Linked DNA regions of Sus scrofa: region 2 is linked to region 1. A link is a contact called in public Hi-C data. All regions are on one chromosome and are shown on one strand. Each heading gives the region's core, a stretch centred on a gene start, on an enhancer-like site or on the middle of the called end of the contact. The rest is flanking DNA. Distances are from core to core; before and after follow the strand shown.

Evidence for each region. Hi-C and Micro-C count contacts between places; a contact is called where the count stands out from the background.
Region 2: a Hi-C map of fetal heart ventricle shows a contact between it and region 1, with 5 times the contacts expected there. The contact joins two enhancer-like sites. A contact is called at or near these places in 2 of 47 Hi-C or Micro-C datasets (fetal heart ventricle and heart right ventricle) and 2 of 2 datasets of contacts at active chromatin or transcription factors (alveolar macrophages and skeletal muscle).

Annotation. Positions count from the first base shown.
Region 1 is chr1:4,937,375-4,941,324 of Sscrofa11.1, reverse strand. No RefSeq gene overlaps it. Among named protein-coding and RNA genes, the nearest start is that of QKI, 56 kb to the right of the region's middle. Within about 2 kb of position 2,099, at least 6 of the 83 cell types and tissues checked have an H3K27ac peak or open chromatin away from gene starts, as enhancers often do.
Region 2 is chr1:5,062,903-5,066,852 of Sscrofa11.1, reverse strand. All of the region lies in intron 4 of PACRG (parkin coregulated gene protein), which reads left to right. Among named protein-coding and RNA genes, the nearest start is that of QKI, 180 kb to the right of the region's middle. Within about 2 kb of position 1,947, at least 2 of the 83 cell types and tissues checked have an H3K27ac peak or open chromatin away from gene starts, as enhancers often do.

The sequences.
Region 1 (3,950 bases), core at 850-3,349:
GGTAGTATCTGGGAGATTTTAGAGTCTGCCATCTCTTCTAAAATTAAATGTATCTCCTCTTTTTAGAAATACGCTGCATCAAAATTTAAATTTAAATTCAAACAATGGATAAAGCAGCTATTCATTTAACAGATAGGTTTCGGTTCCTCCTTCAGAAGTTTCCTTTCTAAAAAGATCCATCACAGATCCTTTACGTGTTTGGGCACATCTTTAAAGCTCTTTTATTCATGACAACTCGTTGTGACACAAGTAGCACAGACTAAGTGACACCCGTAGATCAGGCGCTCAGGTGGAAATGGAAATACACTGGTCTGCCAAACACAGAAATTCTTCACTTTCTTTCTTAATCACCTACCACGTATCAGAGAAACATCAGATTCCTGAAAGCACATCTGTCCCCTGTCACTAAACTCCCCGTGCAGCCCTGGGGTCCTGCCACCACGGGACCCCAGGCCCCGTCCACCTCCAGGGCACACCCTCCCTCTCTGGGGCCCCCCTCCAGGGCAGCGCTCCCGGCAAACCAGCGAGGCTGGTGGGGAAACGGCAGGTCCGAGTTCAGGCCCTGACCCAAGCCCTGCAGGGTGAAAACGAGAGAATACCTGGAACGCGCGCGCGGGCCTCTGCTCACCGTCCGCCTTCCCTGCCCAGGCTCCTCCTCTGATTTTTCAGATCCTCCTGCGCTGGCTTTTCTCTTCTGCCCTCCCCTCCACACCCCACTTTCAGTCGGCACAGTGCCCACCCCGAGGCCGTGCCCGGGGTCCCGTAAAGAATTCAGATGGGACCTCCGCTGGGGCGGAGGAAAGCTTGGGGCAGTTAGGGTTTCCAAGCCCATGGCCGTCTGTGCTCCTGACCCCGAAGGGCCTCTGCTTCCCAGGGAAGGGAGCCCAGGATTTACTGGGGGGGAAGGCTTGGAAAAGGACAGGGAAGGAAGCAGGACTGGACCCGGAGAGCTCCGACCGCGATGCAGGCCTGGCCGAATCTCCAGAGCAGACATTACCTGGGAGAGGGTCCAGGGCTGGGTTGAAATGCCCCGGCTTCGTGCCTCAGGCAACCCTGAGTTCGGGCTCCTTGGTGTCCCTGTGTCGGGATTTCACTCTGCAGTCATCACCCAGCCCGTGCCACTTCTGCTTCACAAGCACAGAGACACTCGAGCCACCCTGGGTACTAAGCTCAAGGTACTCAGAGGTTCCTTGTGTACCTTTTCTGGGACTTTTCTCCAAGTGCCGGCGTGGCCAGCAGCATACCAGCCACCTCCACGTATTTCAGGAAGGTGGCGGGACGCAAGGCTATAGGCACAAGGGCGAGTCAGGTAGTGCAAGGGGCGTCACCAGGCAAGGGCCACCTTCGCCTGGGGGTTCCGCCCTCTGGGTTGGGTGGCGGTAAGCGGACAGTGCATCTCTTCATGGTTGGGTTAGTTTCTGGGGTTTCTGCAAGTTGGGGAGTGCTGGGAGGCGACTCCAGGTGCTAGTTCATTGGAATGTGCCTGCATCCACTCCGCGGAGCTCCCTGAGGGCACCAGGCCCACCCCCGCCCCGCGCGAGTGTGATTTTAATGCCAAGAAATGCATTTGCTGACACCGTCCTCCTGTCCCCCGCTCCCCTGCCCCCTCCCCTCCGATGGGCCTTGCAAACAGAACCCCTGGACCAGGAGAGGAAGGCACTTAGGCTGGAACCGCTTCACTGTCAAGTGCTTATCAGGCCTATTTATAGCTCCAGTTAGGGATTGCAATTCGGGAGTATTCCATTAAAAGGCCACATTAACGAGTCCACAGAGAGAAGCTCTCACAAAGCTTTCGAGCTCGTAACCACTTGGCCATGTTATGAGCACCCTGTGTGTTAATATTCGTAAAATAAAAATATTCCACATGTCGGCGCTCCCGTGTTCCAGGCTTCTGTCCACCAGAAGCTTCTCCCCGGGGGCTGACCCCACGGGCACAGGCCTTCGTCACTGTCACTTGGGGCCCTTTCCTCTTTGTGCTCACTGGGCAGCACTGCAAGAACCCCCACTGGGAGCTGGCTGATAACAACCTAGGCGGCCTGCTAGGGTGGGGGCGGGGAGGGGGGTCCCAACAGCTCTGGTTACCGTCCAAAGTTCAAAGCCGGGAGCTCTGGACGGGCCTGGCAGCTGGTGGGATGAGAGGGAGGAGGTTGGGGACGGGAGGAGGGAAGGTGTGTGGCCGGGAGAAGGGACACGCCTGTGTTGGACCTCAAATCGGAAAAATCACATTTGGATAAAATTCCCTGCTGGATCATCTTCACGGGAAGGCAGGCATGGCAGGGCATCTCTCAAGTTGAAAGGCACCATCCTGGGCACTTGATTCCTCCATGTCCCCAGGAAGAGACACTTAGGACAGAAAACTGCTCTCAGGTTTTGCTCTGTCTTTCTGCCTTCCACCTCGAGCTTGCAATCCGCCAGCTTCATGACATCAGCTCTTATTTTTAGGGATGTTTTGATGTGACAAGTTTAACATGAGGCTGAGACCCAGGCATTCGGACAGTGTGGCCAAGAGGCCCTCGAGCTGATTCACAGTTGCTTGTCCCTTCGTCACCTGGCGGGGGGGGGTGGGGGGGAGGATGGGAGGCCGGGGCTGGAGTCCCCGGCTCCTGGAGGATGCGGAGGAGGGGTGGGGGTGAGACCTGAGGCTGACCCAGCCCCCCAGGCCCGGCCGGCAGGGGCCAGTCCTCTCTGGTCCTCCTCAGGACCTGACCTTGCTCACTGCCCAGGCCCCTGTACCCTGCGTTATCGTGGAGGTGGCTGTTAAGCTGCTGGCCACACTGGCACTTGAAGTCCCAGAAAAAGTACACAAGGGACATTTGAGGTACCTTGAGCTTAGTACCCGAGGTGGTTTGAGGGTCTCTGTACTTGTGAGGCAGAAGCCACACTGGCTGGGTGATGACTGCAGTGAAACCACACTGTGCCCAATACATGGACACCAAGGAGCAGAGTGACCTTGGCCGCAGGCGGCCCCCAATGATGGTCAAGGGCAGGGATGAGACGAGATGGTTCCTTTTGAGAAAGAACCTCAACAGGGCAGCAGAAATAAGACACTTTCCTGATGAAAGTTTTGCAAAGAACGGGACCACAAATGAAATCACTGACATAGAAGAATACCTCCAATTCTTTTTCTTTTTCCCCAGTTGGCTCTTTAATGCAGGAATTGTCTAGTGCGGTTGAAGCCGAGTCCAGTTGCAGCCCAACCCATCACCATGCAGCGCTCCCCACAGGGCCTCCCCGCCCCAGTGGCCAAGGGAAGCAGCCTGCAGTTTGGTGGCACACAGGCCCCTTGTGTGCCTGCCTCTGGGCCCTGGCGCTGGTGTTTGCTGAGGAACGCTTTCCCCGGCTCCAAGCAGCCAAGTCCTGCGTCTTCGAGGCCTGGCTCCTCAGCTGGCCTCCCCAACTCCTCAGCCAGGAACAATCCTTCAGTCCCTGGAACAGCGAGTCTGGCTGCCCACCGCACCTTTCTGCCGGCCCTTCACCAGGCCCAGTGTCAGGATGACGTGCATCACGTCTCCGTCTTTGGGCCACAAATTAGTTCACTGAGGTCTGCCTCCACCAGGCACTTTGCATCGCAGACACCAGAAACCCATCCCATGGGGCTTATCAGAAAAGGAGGAGTTCCCATTGTGGCTTAGCAGGTTAAGAACCTGACTAGTATCCATGAGGATGTGGGTTTGATCCCTGGCCTCACTCAGTGGGGTAAAAGCTGAAAGCTGCTGGTTTAGGTCACAGATGTGACTCAGATCTGGCGTTGCTATGTCTGTAGAGCTGCAGCTCCGATTCAGCCCATAGTCTGGGAACCTCCATATGCCGCAGGTGCAGCCATAAAAAGAAAAGGGAAAAAAGGAAAGAAAAGGAAAGGTTTGAATCATGGGAAAGTACAAGCTCGGCCCATAGCTCCGTCTGCCTTCATGACTACCTAAAGTAAGGTACCAGACCAGGGTGGGGGGTAC
Region 2 (3,950 bases), core at 698-3,197, 130 kb before region 1:
TTTTAAATTAACAACAGAACACTGAGACTATTCCATATGTCTAAAACACACAAGCATATACCTTCATGTTCTTTATTTTTCCTGAAAAAAGTCACTGTGACTCAGTAGTAAACCAGGTCTAAGAATCAGCATTCCATCCCCACAGCCAACATGTGCAGTCCTTGAGCCAAGCTACCTAAACTTCTCTAAAAACATCAAACTGTGTCTGTTGGGGGACCTGTTCTCAACCAAATTGTTCATTGTTGGCAATGTCTCCACTGTGAAATGGACCTGTGGTGACCATAACAGTCATAGCCCATTCCTTCATATTTAAAAAAAAAAATGCTATTAAAAGCATTCCCATTGTGGCTCAGTGGGTTAAGGATCTGGTGTTGCCGTAAGCTGTGGTGTAGATCGCAGACACACCTTGAATCCTGTGTTGCTGTGGCTGTGGCATAGGCTGGCAGCTGCAGCTCCAATTCGAGCCCTTGTCTGGGAACTTCCATATACTGCAGGTGGAGCCCTAAAAAGAAAAAAAAAATACTATTAAAGATAGCAGTAGTCATGTGTGTAAACAATTATAGTAAGAATATAAAGAAAAGCCAGCATACTGTATTAATTTGCTGCTCTTAATGGACTTTATTTGGGACCCATATTTATTTCATCTCAAGAACTTATAGAAGAACTAGTGAAGAAGTCTGTATATTTTTATACCAAAATCCTGTCCATCGCATGATGTACAATATCATTCTAGAATGTAATATAATGCCAAGTACTCAATGGTCTACAATATCTATTAAACATGAGGATGAAAAAAATCCATTGGAGAGTCCTCATTAAAAATATCTCCACCAATACCTTAGAAATCTATACATAGAACTTCCATATGACCCCACAATCCCACTCTTGGGCATCTATCCGGACAAAACTCTACCTAAAAGAGACACGTGCACCCGCATGTTCATTGCAGCACTATTCACAATAGCCAGGACATGGAAACAACCCAAATGTCCATCGACAGAGGATTGGATTCGGAAGATGTGGTATATATACACAATGGAATACTACTCAGCCATAAAAAAGAATGACATAATGCCATTTGCAGCAACATGGATGGAACTAGAGAATCTCATACTGAGTGAATGAGCCAGAAAGACAAAGACAAATACCATATGATATCACTTATAACTGGAATCTAATATCCAACACAAATGAACATCTCCTCAGAAAAGAAAATCATGGACTTGGAGAAGAGACTTGTGGCTGCCTGATGGGAGGGGGAGGGAGTGGGTGGGATCGGGAGCTTGGGCTTATCAGACACAACTTAGAATAGATTTACAAGGAGATCCTGCTGAATGGCATTGAGAACTTTGTCTAGATACTCATGTTGCAACAGAAGAAAAGGGGGGGGGAATGTAACTGTAATGTATACATGTAAGGATAACCTGACCCCCTTGCTGTACAGTGGGAAAATAAAAAAAATTATTAAAAAAAAAATCTCCACCAAGAATAAAGCAGAGAGCAGGGGGCCCTAGACAGGGCCTTGGAAGGTCCGACCCCCAGTCAGGTGCATCCATTTCTGAAGGCAGTAAACTCTAAGCGTTAGTTCCCTGTCTGCAACACATACTGCAGAAGTATGCTGCGGGGGTTCAATCCGTTAAAGCACATTTAAGTAGCCGTTAAGTGACTGGATTCAAACTAGGAGCAGACTCCCGATGAAATGATGAAATATGTATCTGTTCCCTTTACTTAATGCTGAGGATAAAATAATATCCGTTCCTCATGCACTCAGTTTGTTGACCTGAGGGCCGCAACCCTGAATTTTTAAAAAGGAATTTCCTCCTTAGAATAATGCCAAGTATAAAAAATGTTAAATAAGAAACAGCAAGCTGTCTAAGTCGGTGAACCATGTTTAGAGAGAGAAGAAGGCATTTCATTTCAGGAGCCCAGATGCTGAGCCCTAACCCAGTCACCACTTCTGACCCTGGGCAGTTCAAGGCCCTATTTAATCAGATTGCAAACAGCCTTCAAGTGGCTTACAGTGCAAGAGCGTTTTCCTTCAAGTAATAGTGACTTAAGCAAAGTCTTTCTTCCTTCACTGGAGTCTTATTTGATGATACCAAATTTTTTCTCTTAGGCTTCCATGATAGATTCTAATTATAGACCTCTCTCTCTTAAAAAAAAAAAAAAAAAAAAAAAAATCCCTCTGGCTGCTAACAGTGTCATTATGACAGCAACACTTAAAGCTGACCTTTTTTTGACAGAGTTAAAAATGCTTCTGCAGGCAATGTGGTGATCCTTTAATGTTTATGTGCAAATAATGCAACGACCTCACCTCTTGCAGGAAGTTCATAATTCTGTGTCCTCTTCCATCATTGTTTTAATGAAAACATTAGTGCTTGATTTCAGTCATATTTTCCGTGTAGAAGAGTCCATTTTAAGATTAAATGAACAGACATCTGAGGCCAACCCAGATAATTGTTTTAAAACTTACCATGATGGTCAAAATGTTTTTCCTTATCCTCTCCATCAGTAGCACAGAAACATAAGGCTCATACATGCAAGTAACTTTTTTTCAATGAGAATTTAGACCTTTACCATATCTGATTGATTATTTTCATAACTTAAATCTAGGCTTCTTGTGTATGCAACTTAGAAAAATAAGACTTTGGACAAGAACAAGTTCGCCATCATTTTCAGTATTTAAATCAGTTGCACATAATAGAATAACTCACAAAAACATTTTGCTTAATATGGCCATCTATTGGAATAAAATTGGCTTCCTAGTTCCTTCCCCCCAAAAATAGTTACTATGTATGAACAGTTGACACAGTTGAGCCTCTTGGCTTTGCAGTCTTCTTAGGCTTGGTTGGGAACTAGGGAAATAAGCAAACAGGAGATGCAGGATGAGAGTTCTTCCTCTTCCAGAGATTCAGTGCAAGCTGCTAGCTATGGCCCAGCAGAGTCAGCATCCACCTGCACTTGAGGTGGGGGGGCATGGTCCAGAGGGGGTTGTCAGAGCCTAAGAAGAGTGAAAAGGACTTCCCACACAGAGGGAAGCAATGCCAGTGACCCTGCAAAGGGGGTTGGGACAGAATGACAAGAAAGGCATCCATGCCAAGGTGGTAGTCCAGTGCAGGGCAGTAGTGGAGGTGGAGACTGGTTACATGCAGTAGTCAAATAAGTAAACATAAAAAGGGGAATGGGAGCAGAGGGAGCTACAAACACGGAAAGAGAGCCACTTGGAACATACTGTATGGCATTGGATTAGATTTAGAGTTAATGATGTGAACTCAGATTTTTCCATACAGGTAAAGACAGGTATAGATATGAACGTGGGCATAGCTATATGTGTGTACTTTTAGCACTTCCTACTAAGCGCCTGGGAGCAGCAGCACCCCAAAGCAGTGAGCACAGCTAGTACCTAGATTTTGGTTTTTAAATACCTTTCTCCCCAGAAAGGAAACAATACTCCTTGTAGTAATGGCTGATTCGAAGACTAAGGCAGGAAAAGTACAAGGTGAGAAATACAGAGAGCTAAGAAAGAATGAGAAGGGGGAGAAAGGAAGAAAGAAAAAAGAGCTTAAAGAAAAATGGGACATGTGCAAGGGACCCAGACACTGCCCTGAAACGGCCCCCACTTGCCAACCTAGGAACAAATAGAGCATCAAAATAAATAACAGTAGTAAAATGAAGTATAACCCAGTGAAAAAATTAGAAATTAATAAAATATATGCTAATATAGTAAATACATGAATAAAATTTGACAAGGAGCTGTGTATTCAGAAAATCTCACAGAATCTCCCCACAAAATACTATCAACTACAGAAGGAAAAAGAGTAACTTCACTGTGGAGATGCTTGACAGGCAGTATATTAATCAAAGCACCAAAGTTGACATGACAACAACAACAACAACAAAGTCATATGCCCCCTAATAGAAGGCCACACAATATCCTTGCCAAATGTAAA